Linked DNA regions of Mus musculus: region 2 is linked to region 1. The links are chromatin contacts, called in public Micro-C maps. All regions are on one chromosome and are shown on one strand. The core of a region is the stretch at or near the end of the contact, and the rest is flanking DNA. Distances in the headings are between cores, read along the strand shown. Region 1 has its middle 36 kb from the start of Cavin4. Region 2 has its middle 8.2 kb from the start of Gm26424.

The links. A called contact is a pair of places that touch in the nucleus more often than the background predicts.
Region 2: a contact with region 1 is called in a Micro-C map of embryonic stem cells, with 2.6 times the contacts expected there. The contact joins two enhancer-like sites. A contact is called at or near these places in 1 of 39 promoter capture datasets (cranial neural crest), 1 of 484 Hi-C or Micro-C datasets (embryonic stem cells), 2 of 115 datasets of contacts at active chromatin or transcription factors (astrocytes and embryonic stem cells) and 3 of 9 other capture datasets (adipose tissue, embryonic stem cells and liver).

What each region holds. Positions count from the first base shown.
Region 1 is chr4:48,696,131-48,702,306 of GRCm38.p6, forward strand. No RefSeq gene overlaps it. Among named protein-coding and RNA genes, the nearest start is that of Cavin4, 36 kb to the left of the region's middle. Within about 2 kb of position 1,406, at least 19 of the 459 cell types and tissues checked have an H3K27ac peak or open chromatin away from gene starts, as enhancers often do. A contact at or near this core is called in embryonic stem cells, where this site is marked.
Region 2 is chr4:49,463,125-49,469,031 of GRCm38.p6, forward strand. It overlaps a transcript of Acnat1 not described here. Among named protein-coding and RNA genes, the nearest start is that of Gm26424, 8.2 kb to the right of the region's middle. Within about 2 kb of position 4,372, at least 7 of the 459 cell types and tissues checked have an H3K27ac peak or open chromatin away from gene starts, as enhancers often do. A contact at or near this core is called in embryonic stem cells, where this site is marked.

The DNA of each region.
Region 1 (6,176 bases), core at 156-2,655:
TCCAGAAGATTAAATCTCCGAGTTCAAGGTCATCCGGGATTAAAGGTGTGGTGGGACATACCTTTAATCTGGGCTACACCTTTCATCTGGGATTAAAGGTGTGATGGAACACACCTTTAATCTGGGCTACACCTTCTGCTGGAGACAATATAAGGACATTGGAAGAAGGGAGTCTTGCTCTTGCTCCCTCGCCTGCTTGCTGTGTGAGACTGAGTAACTGCTAGATCCTTGGACTTCCATTCACAGCTACTACTGAGCCATTGTTGGGATTTGGGCTGCAGACTGTAAATCATCAATAAATTCCTTTATTTTATAGAGACTATCCATAAGTTCTGTGACTCTAGAGAACCCTGACTAATACAGGGGCCATGTTGATGTGAGTGGCCTGTGCTGTCACTATAGCTTCTGTGGCCCATGCTGTGGCAGAAACCATGTAGAAGTCCATGATCTTTGTTTTTGCTCACCATAAAGACAAGGAAGCTACTTTTGCAGAGGTATCTATAAATGCACACTCACAGTTGAGAAAGAGGGACATAGAAGGCTTCTGTGACATCCCCTACTCACTTTGCTCCCCCCACCCCACCCCACCCCACCCCACCCCACCCCACCCCACCCCACCCCACCCCACCAAAAGTAGCTCTTAGAAAACTATGGAAGAGAACTCTTAAAAATTGTAGCAATGTTGCTGAGGCCCAGCTCTCCACAATTGATGGTGTGGGGCGGGGAAAGACTCAGTTGTCTTTAAGGGCTGGTCACTGGGAGGGTTTTTTTTTTTTTTTTTTTTTTTTTTCCCTCTTCCTCCTTCTTAGTTTTGGGGGAGGTCACAGGAAGGAGGAAGTTGACATTGGATAACCCAGCAGTGGATGTGATAGGGTAAGTAATGAGAAATTGATAAAGCCACAAAAATATTATGGAAAAAAAGAGAAGGGGCTGGTGAGATGGCTCAGTGGGTAAGGGCACCCGACTGCTCTTCCGAAGGTCTGAAGTTCAAATCCCAGCAACCACATGGTGGCTCACAACCACCCGTAATGAGATCTGGTGCCCTCTTCTGGTGTATCTGAAGACAACTACAGTGTACTTACATATAATAAATAAATAAATCTTTAAAAAAAAAAAAAAAAAAAAGAGAAAAGAAAGTTTTTCCCTGCCCTGGGGTGGAATACAGTTATTGATAACAGCACACGAGTACGCGCGCGTGCACACACACACACACACACACACACACACACACACACCCACATTTAACTTAGGAACATCAGGTAATGGGTGTGTAGTTTAAAAAAAACAGGCTAAATCTGTCTAGGGACCAGCCACAGTGGTTTTGCCCATCCCCTAAGGCTAGCTCCAAGCAGCAGTCTGGCCCTGATCCCCTCGGATGCTAAACTGACCAAACCAGTTTTTCCTGACAATGCCTAGAGCCAGCCGAGTGCGTTCTTTGTAGTTTGCAACATTCTGTTGGTTCATCTGTCTATTCTGTGTTCTTTAACCACGTTAGAGTTTTCTGATACGCTTCCATGCTAATGGTCACATTTTCCATTTTGTAAGTCCTTTCGGCTTCTGCCAGTGCCCTTTACTGAGCTTAAACCGAGCACACTTCCAGAAGGATGGAGGGGAAAAAAGTCTCAGGAATTTGAGGGGTTTTAAGAGGCAGCCTCAATATTCAACTCAAGAGAGAGAGAGGGAGGGGGAGGGGAAGAGGAGGGAGAGAGGGAGGGGGAGACAGGAGGGGGAGGGATGGAAGGAGGGGGACGGAGGGGGGAGGGAGAGAGAGAGAGAGAGAGAGAGAGAGAGAGAGAGAGAGAGAGGAAAGTGGGGAATAAACAAATAGAAGATAAAAACATGGGCTTTGGAATTCGGTATTTGGTTTTAATTCTAGCATTTCAACTCCTTAACTTGATTGTACAAGTGACAAAATTTCTTTGTTCCTTAGTTTTTTATTTAGGATCAGAATATTTACTTGTTATTTGATTAGAGAGTTAAATCAACGTATGTAATGTAGAGAGCAATTTACAGTACCCAGAGTGCTTTGCAGCAGCTATTTCTTGTGAGTATGTCCCGTTTCCTTGCTCCTTAGTAATTCAGCCTCAAGGAATGACCTTCTCCTTTAAGAGTCAGAACACTCATTCCACTGAACACTTATATTTACTTGCAAGTCCCTGTGTTGTGTTTGGGACTTCAAAAGACTTGTGACAAGTTGACCCGACCACCTTAGTTGTTGCCCATCAGCCTTGTCTGCATCTCCAGGATTTCAGGGATCTAGGGCAATGCAGTTCATAAAATGTGCAGGAGCCACCAAGATAGCAGAACTGCTGTTCTGTCTTTCCTCCGCTCACTCCGATTTAGCTTGTCTCCTCCATATCCACACACTCAAGAAAACAAGAGAAAGCCATAACGAATCCCTGTGCCCCATCACCCAGCTTCAACAACTATTAGTTGCCTGTCAATCAAATTATATACATTATTACCAGTTTGTGGGTAAATTGGACATACATTTCTAATGATGTTTATATATGCACATGCATATCTTTCATAAACATTTCTGACCTAATAAAATGCTGCAGTATCAGTTTACTTATTCAGATTATATACAGATTTTTTTTCACTTGTTTGGAAAATGTCTGTTTACAATTGCTGGCCATATTAGGGTCCACACAGAATTACACAGGGACTCCCTTCCTTCCCTGTCTCTTCAGCTGTAACTTCTTCTTCTCACCTTCTTCTTTGAAACACAACAGTTGCCATGTATTTATGAGCCTACCCATGGGCAATCAAAGGAGAGCATACTCAGCCCCAAGGCAGCTGCCTCAGATCTTGAATTGGGTGGATCTCTTAAAAATATTATTACTGAATTACTATTTATTTACTCATTGGTTTTGTGTGCCTGTGAATGAGTGCATATATTTTGTGGCATGCAGATAGTCAGAAACAACTTTCAGGAATCATTTCTGTCCACTCTGTGGGTCCTAGGTACCCAACTCAGACCATCCATAGGTGCCTTTACCTAAGACATTTTGCTGGCATGGTGTAGATTATTTGCAATCCCTCTGTTTAATTATAAAAGTTTCTCAGTACATCTATCCTTCCTAGAAATTATTTTTGGGTCTGCAGAAGAGGGTGTCCTTGAAATCATGAATGTGTGCAATATACTTTCAAAAAGTGATGTAGAGAATGATGGAGTCCATTCTCTGGAATGGAGAATGATGAATCATGAGTTCAAAGGGAGACTTAATTCCAGCCTTTAAGAACAAGGGAAATCAATGGGAAAAGATTAAGAATGCATATGACTGAAAAGGCACACAACGTGGCTATAGTATTTAACTTTTAGAAAGGGGGACATAAAACTCGTTGTTGTGGCCAGCTTAATCATCTCATCATCAAGGTCAAGATTTCCAGTTCACATCTGTGAGGGTGTTGGCCTGACATTATACTGAAGACACTGCAAGACTTTGTGGCGGTTTCCTCTCTCTGCACACCTCTTGACCACCCCCTAGCTAAATGTAGCCAGATTCTTCTTTTCAGACAATATCATCGAATCACCATTCATCAGTGGTTGTCAGGATTAGCCCAGCATTTCTTGGCTTGACTTATAAATATAAAGGGGTAATTTATTCCTTGCTTGGCTCTCTGGATGCTTGGGGCAATTTTGTTTTTTTCTATCTGTTGCTTTGGCTACAATAGTGCTGCCTCTGTTTCCACAGAATGTAACTTCCGCCATTGTTCCTACTTTTGGGTTGAATAGTCTGTGGCCTGCCTTCATCTAAGTTGGGGAGCATCTTTGTTAGTGAACGTGTTCTTTTCCTTTCAGCTGTTCATCCAGATTTTGATCATTCATTCATTCATTCATTCATGTGGTTATCGGTGAAGATTGTATTTCCCACTCAAACCAGAGAGTGTAGAATAGGCAAATCATGGGCCCTTCAGACTAGGCCATGGTTGGTGTCTTAGTCAACATTTCTATTACTGAGACAAAACCACCATGACCAAAGATCAAGTTGGAGAACAAGCTTTACGCTTCCAGATCATAATCCATCATTGGAGGAATTCAAGCAGGGCTGGAACCTGGAGGCAGGAGCTGATGCAGAGGCCATGGAGGGTTGCTGCTCACTGGCTTGCTTCCCCTGGCCTCCTCACTTGCCTTATTATAGAACCCAGGACTACCAGCCCAGACGGTACTACCACAATGGACTGGGCTCTTCCCCATTGATGACTAATTGAGAAAACGCCTCACAGCTGAATCTTATGGAGGCATTTCATCAACTGAAGTTCCTTTCTCTCTAATGTCTCTAGCTTATGACAAATACACACACAAAATCAGTCAGTACAGTGGGGAAGTCAGAGCAATGCCTGTAGTTGCATATTATGTAGGGGTCTCCATGACATCTCTTCTTGTTCCTGATCAGCCTTATGAGGATCTCTGTCTGAATGCCCATAACAAGAGAGAGATTAATAAGGGTGTGTGTGTGTGAGCACCCCACAACAGGTTAAATTGTATGCCTGTTGTCCATGGTGGCAGATCACTGTGATCCCAGAACTCAGAGAGGCGATGTCGAAAGAAAGGAACAGAATTCAAGACCAGCCTTGGCTTTATGTACCCTGCCTCAAAAACAAACAAACAAACAAACAAACAAACAAACAAGCAGTCCTATATGACATTGCAATTGTTAGGTTGAAGGACCAAGGACTTAGGAAAGATTGGAGATTTTTATGCTTATGTGATGAGGAATGAACAGTCATGCAGAAATATGATTGGACAAAAAAGGGCCATGACTTAACGTAGCAGACCAAGATGGGGAACTCAACAAGGCCTTCAGATTTCTTTTACCCTCACTGCAGAGAATTCCTTTCTCCCAGGTATAGGCAGGGCTCCTTCTAGAATGAGTCTTATCTCTACTGTCAGACAAAGATAGGATAGAGAATTTCTTTAATGGCCAGTTCTAAGACACACAAGTGGGGATAGTTAAAGTAATAGCTTTAGTCTTTATGGCTTGATATGGGAAAGGGGGTTTAGTTTCAAAGATCCTTGGCAGAAGGGGAGTTCTGGTTTCTATAACTACTTTGCTCTATGGGATAGGAGACTGAGGGCAGGAGAAGGTGAGAGAAAAGCTGTGCCTCTGTGTATTCTTAGATTTGTTTCAGTTCAAGGCACCCAAGATTCAGTACCATATGTCATATTATTTTTTGAGTCACAACCTTATACCCAGCACACAGTAAGAACTCAAGATACAGATGTTTTTATGTGTGGTACTATTAAGTAAACTCAGGGCTTTGCACATGCTAGGCAAATATATTGCCTCTGGGCCACAGTTCCAGCATATGTATTTCAATAAATATTTAATCAATATTAAATGGTAGTTCATAACTATAACTCTAGTTCCACGAAATTTAATGTCCTCTTCTGGTCTCCATGGGCACCACATGGCTCACATGTGGACATGCAGGCAAAACAGTCATCTACATAAAATAAAAATTAATAGCTTAAAAAGTAAATATCATAAACATCTATGACTCATTTGCATATATATTTTAACCTTATTCTTTTTACTAGCTGTAGTTTATATAGTTATGTAAACACTGAATTAGTCAATATGGAGCCATTGTTCTCAGAGGAAATACAGGATTAGGCTTGCTGGCCTTTAGTAACTCTTTTTAAGTTTTTGCAAGTCATATTACTAATTTTTTTTTTTTTTTTTGGTTTTTCAAGACAGGGTTTCTCTGTATAGCTCTGGTTGTCCTGGAACTCACTTTGTAGACCAGGCTGGCCTCGAACTCAGAAATCTGCCTGCCTCTGCCTCCCAAATGCTGGGATTAAAGGCATGAGCCACCACGCCCGGCCATATTATTAATTTTTATGTGCTTCTGTTCCAAGACACATTTAATATTGTTGATGATTTGTTAACATTGATCAAACTCATGGCAGCAACATTATAGCTTAAGCCTAATGGGGACTAATCACATGCATACTCATGCATACACACAGATAAACACAGATAAACACAGATATACGCAGTTTTACTTGCTACTATTTTTCTGTGATAAGATGCCATGACCAAGGCAACTTATAGATAAAAGAATTTTATTTGAGGCTTATAGTTTCAGAGGGTTAGAGTCCGTGACTATCTGCTGTGGAGCATTGAAGCAGGCAGGCAGGTAGGCATGGTGCTGGAGCAGTAGCTGAG
Region 2 (5,907 bases), core at 3,122-5,621, 770 kb after region 1:
TTGTCTTTGAGTTTGTTTATATAATGGATTACATTGATGGATTTTCGTATATTAAACCATCCCTGCATCCCTGGAATAAAACCTACTTGGTCAGGATGGATGATTGCTTTAATGTGTTCTTGGATTCGGTTAGCGAAGATTTTATTAAGGATTTTTGCATCGATGTTCATAAGAGAAATTGGTCTGAAGTTCTCTATCTTTGTTGGATCTTTCTGTGGTTTAGGTATCAGAGTAATAGTGGCTTCATAAAATGAGTTGGGTAGAGTACCTTCTATTTCTATTTTGTGAAAAAGTTTGTGCAGAACTGGAATTAGATCTTCTTTGAAGGTCTGATAGAACTCTGCACTAAACCCGTCTGGTCCTGGGCTTTTTTTGGCTGGGAGACTATTAATAACTGCTTCTATTTCTTTAGGGGATATGGGGCTGTTTAGAAGGTCAACTTGATCCTGATTCAACTTTGGTACCTGGTATCTGTCCAGAAATTTGTCCATTTCGTCCAGGTTTTCCAGTTTTGTTGAGTATAGCCTTTTGTAGAAGGATCTGATAGTGTTTTGGATTTCTTCAGGATCTGTTGTTATGTCTCCCTTTTCATTTCTGATTTTGTTAATTAGGATTTTGTCCCTGTGCCCTTTAGTGAGTCTAGCTAAGGGTTTATCTATCTTGTTGATTTTCTCAAAGAACCAACTCCTCGTTTGGTTAATTCTTTGAATAGTTCTTCTTGTTTCCACTTGGTTGATTTCACCCCTGAGTTTGATTATTTCCTGCCGTCTACTCCTCTTGGGTGAATTTGCTTCCTTTTTTTCTAGAGCTTTTAGATGTGTTGTCAAGCTGCTAGTATGTGCTCTCTCCCGTTTCTTCTTGGAGGCACTCAGAGCTATGAGTTTCCCTCTTAGAAATGCTTTCATTGTGTCCCAAAGGTTTGGGTACATTGTGGCTTCATTTTCATTAAACTCTAAAAAGTCTTTAATTTCTTTCTTTATTCCTTCCTTGACCAAGGTATCATCGAGAAGAGTGTTGTTCAGTTTCCACGTGAATGTTGGCTTTCTGTTATTTATTTTGTTATTGAAGATCAGCCTTAGTGCATGGTGATCTGATAGGATACATGGGACAATTTCAATATTTTTGAATCTGTTGAGGCCTGATTTGTGACCTATTATGTGGTCAATTTTGGAGAAGGTACCATGAGGTGCTGAGAAGAAGGTATATCCTTTTGTTTTAGGATAAAATGTTCTGTAGATATCTGTCAGATCCATTTGTTTCATCACTTCTGTTAGTTTCAGTGTGTCCCTGTTTAGTTTCTGTTTCCATGATCTGTCCATTGGTGAAAGTGGTGTGTTGAAGTCTCCCACTATTATTGTGTGAGGTGCAATGTGTGCTTTGAGCTTTACTAAAGTTTCTTTAGTGAATGTGGCTGCTCTTGTATTTGGAGCATAGATATTCAGAATTGAGAGTTCCTCTTGGAGGATTTTACCTTTGATGAGAATGAAGTGTCCCTCCTTGTCTTTTTTGATGACTTTGGGTTGGAAGTCAATCTTATCAGATATTAGGATGGCTACTCCAGCTTGTTTCTTCAAACCATTTGCTTGGAAAATTGTTTTCCAGCCTTTCATTCTGAGGTAGTGTCTATCTTTTTCTCTGAGATGCGTTTCCTGTAAGCAGCAAAATGTTGGGTCTTGTTTGTGTAGCCAGTTTGTTAGTCTATGTCTTTTTATTGGCGAGTTGAGACCATTGATGTTAAGAGATATTAAGGAAAAGTAATTGTTGCTTCCTGTTATTTTTGTTGTTAAAGTTGGCATTCTGTTCTTGTGGCTGTCTTCTTTTAGGTTTGTTGAGGGATTACCTTCTTGTTTTTTCTAGGGCGTTGTTCCCGTTCTTGTATTGGTTTTTTTCTGTTATTATCCTTTAAGGGCTGGATTCGTGGAGAGATAATGTGTGAATTTGGTTTTGTCGTGGAATACTTTGGTTTCTCCATCTATGATAATTGAGAGTTTGGCTGGGTATAGTAGCCTGGGCTTGAATTTGTGTTCTCTTAGTGTGTGTATAACATCTGTCCAGGCTCTTCTGGCTTTCATAGTCTCTGGTGAAAAATCTGGTGTAATTCTGATAGGCTTGCCTTTATATGTTACTTGACCTTTCTCCCTTACTGCTTTTAGTATTCTATCTTTATTTAGTGCATTTGTTGTTCTGATTATTATGTGTCGGGAGGAATTTCTTTTCTGGTCCAGTCTATTTGGAGTTCTGTAGGCTTCTTGTATGTTCATAGGCATCTCATTCTTTAGATTTGGGAAGTTTTCTTCAATAATTTTGTTGAAGATGTTTGCTGGACCTTTGAGTTGAAAATCTTCATTCCCATCCACTCCTATTATCCATAGGTTTGGTCTTCTTATTGTGTCCTGGATTTCCTGGATATTTTGAGTTAGGATCTTTTTGCATTTTCCATTTTCCTTGATTGTTGTGCCGATGTTCTCTATGGAATCTTCTGCACCTGAGATTCTCTCTTCCATCTCTTGTATTCTGTTGCTGATGCTCAAATCTATGGTTCCAGATTTCTTTCCTATGGTTTCTATCTCCAGTGTTGCCTCACTTTGAGTTTTCTTTATTGTGTCTACTTCCCTTTTTAGGTCTAGTATGGTTTTGTTCATTTCCATCACCTGTTTGTATGTTTTTTCCTCTTTTTCTGTAAGGACTTCTACCTGTTTGATTGTGTTTTCCTGTTTTTCTTTAAGGACTTGTAACTCTTTAGCATTGTTCTCCTGTATTTCTTTAAGTGATTTATTAAAGTCCTTCTTGATGTCCTCTACCATCATCGTGAGATATGCTTTTAAATCTAGGTCTAGGTTTTCGGGTGTGTTGGGGTTCCCTGGACTGGGCGAAGTGGGAGTGCTGGGTTCTGATGATGGTGAGTGGTCTTGGTTCCTGTTAGTAAGATTCCTACATTTACCTTTCGCCATCTGGTAATCTCTGGAGTTAGTAGTTATAGTTGACTCTATTTAGAGATTGTTCTTCTGGTGATTCTGTTACCGTCTATCAGCAGACCTGGGAGACAGATTCTCTCCTCTGAGTTTCAGTGCTCAGAGCACTCTCTGCTGGCAAGCTCTCTTACAGGGAAGGTGCGCAGATATCTTGTATTTGGACCTCCTCCTGGCCGAAGAAGAAGGCCCAAAACAGGACCTTTCTCAGAAGCTGTGTTGCTTTGGCAGTTCCCCGAAGCTGTATGGTTCTCTGGCGCACCCTCTCACCTGTTCAGACTAATTTCCTAAGTTCGGCGGGTCCCGGAGCAAGATGGCGACCGCTGCTCCTGAGGCTGAGGCCGCCTCCCAAGCCGGGCGGACACCTGTCCTCCGGTCCGGAGGGTGGCCGGCTTTCTACGGCCCTCAAAGGGTGCTGCCTCAGCGGCTCTGTGCTTCTGCCTTTCCCAGAAGCTGTCCGGTTCTCTGGCGCACCCTCTCGCCTGTTCAGACTAATTTCCTAAGTCCGGCGGGTCCCGGAATAAGATGGCGACCGCTGCTCCTGAGGCTGAGGCCGCCTTCCGACCCAGGCGGACACCTGTCCTCTGGTCCGGACAGTGGCCGGCTGTCTGCTGCCCGCAAAGGGTGCTGTCTCAGCGGCTCTGTGCTTCCGCCTTTCCCAGAAGCTGTCCAGTTCTCTGGCGCACCCTCTTGCCTGTTCAGACTAATTTCCTAAGTTCGGCGGGTCCCGGAACAAGATGGCGACCGCTGCTCCTGAGGCTGAGTCCGCCTCCCAAGCCAGGCAGACACCTGTCCTCCCGTCCGGAGGGTGGCCGGCTGTCTACGGCCCGCAAAGGGTGCTGCCTCAGCGGCTCTGTGCTTCTGCCTTTCCCAGAAGCTGTCCGGTTCTCTGGCGCACCCTCTCACCTGTTCAGACTAATTTCCTAAGTTCGGCGGGTCTCGGAGCAAGATGGCGACCGCTGCTGCTGAGGCTGAGGCCGCCTCCCAAGCCGGGCGGACACCTGTCCTCCGGTCCGGAGGGTGGCCGGCTGTCTACGGCCCGCAAAGGGTGCTGCCTCAGCGGCTCTGTGCTTCCGCCTGTTCCAGAAGCTGTCCGGTTCTCTGGCGCACCCTCTCACCTGTTCAGACTAATTTCCTAAGTTCGGTGGGTCCCGGAACAAGATGGCGACCGCTGCTGCTGAGGCTGAGGCCGCCTCCTGACCCAGGCGGACACCTGTCCTCTGGTCCGGACAGTGGCCGGCTGTCTGCTGCCCGCAAAGGGTGCTGTCTCAGCGGCTCTGTGCTTCCGCCTTTCCTTCTCTACTCTTTCTTTTGCTGTCTTTCTCTGCCTCTACTCCCTTCTCAACTCCCCTTCCCGTGTCCTATTCCCTATCCTATCCTATGCACCCGCCCGCCTGATGGCTGGTACCTCAGGGGGAAGGGATGCCTCAGCGAGGGAGGGCCTAGGGCCAGCTGAAGCACTCTTCCAACCTCACCATACCTGTCTCTTTAAACATATCCTGTCTCTCTCTTTTATAAACAGCAGGTGGAGCTGAAGCCACCCACTGTTTAGAAACAGAGTTATTTGAAGCTGAGCTTGATAGTCTGGATGTGGAGCTGGTCACAGACCTCATGGTGAAAGACTCCCAAGCTTAAGAGGATTGTCTAATTTGAAACCACTCTTACTTGATTGAGGAGGAAACACAGCCAAGAACTGGCCCAACAAGAGGAAGCAGCAAACAAAGAATGAAAGAAAACAAAACATCTCCCACTGCAGATGCAGTTACCAATCGGAAACCATAGTGCTGTTCTCCCAGCAGCTTCTCCTGTTTCCTCTTCACTCCGAGAACACTACATCCTTCACTCCAAGAGCATTACCACCCCAGCCCATTTCCCCAGCACTCGAGAACTATACTCCAAGAAAATCCCTCAAAAAGTCAGCGAACTGTCTCTCAATACATTTGCATTTATTACACTCTTTTTGTCTTCAACTTGTACATTTGGCCTCAAGAGTGTTTCTATGGGTTTTACACTAAAGTATGGCCTCTGGGTTCTTCCAGCATCCCTCAGTCCTTACCTATTACAGTGTATAGCTGACATACTCCACCTTCTGTCCTGAACTTTTCAGCCCAAGGAATGGGCTGCCCTTCCCCCAAGAGGCTCTGCTCTACATAATCCACAATCCTTGGTTCTTTTCTCTCCATTCTCCTCTTCCTCTCCCCACATGGCTTTTGGTCCCTCACACCCTTTTGGTCTGCTAATTACATGGTCATATCTCTTCTTTTGCCCACCACATAGGCATCTCCTACAAAGCCCCTTGGGGTGGTGGTGGGGTGATACCATGACACAGCCACCACATGGGCAATTCTACTTACTAAGACGTTTGCACCTCTCCAACTGTTTCTTCCTCTACCTTCTCTAACCACTTGTCTTTCCCCTTCTACTGGGTGTTACTAAAAAGCTCCCTATTTTGTCTACCTTTGCTATAAAAGCCATACCAGTATGACAAGAAGCTTCCTTTCACCCTACTGGGCCCTCGTCATGTGGAAAGGAATACCTCTGCTCTGTGATTTGGGGCATTTCTCTCTGACAAGTTTCTCAGTTGATTGGGGATGCTCCAGATTGAAATTCTTGTTACCATGACACTTATCCCTCTGCTCCATCATGACTCCTCTCAGCTCCTTCCTGGAACTTCTTCACCTCCCCTTAGGAGCTGCCTACATACTCCAGAGTCTGCAGCCTTTCCTTGCCCCCTTCTCCTTGCAGCTACCTGCACTGTCTCTCCTTGGGCCCTCCTGGGTCCCTACATTGCAAGTTTTCTTGCCTCCCCCTCAGAGATGCCTACAAGGTCTTGCAGCTTCTCTGTGCCCTTTTGGCTTCTATAGTATTGGGACCCTCCGTCGGGTGGAGGTCCTGCTTGTTCCTCTTTGTCTCTTATGGCTACACTATTCTCTGTCTC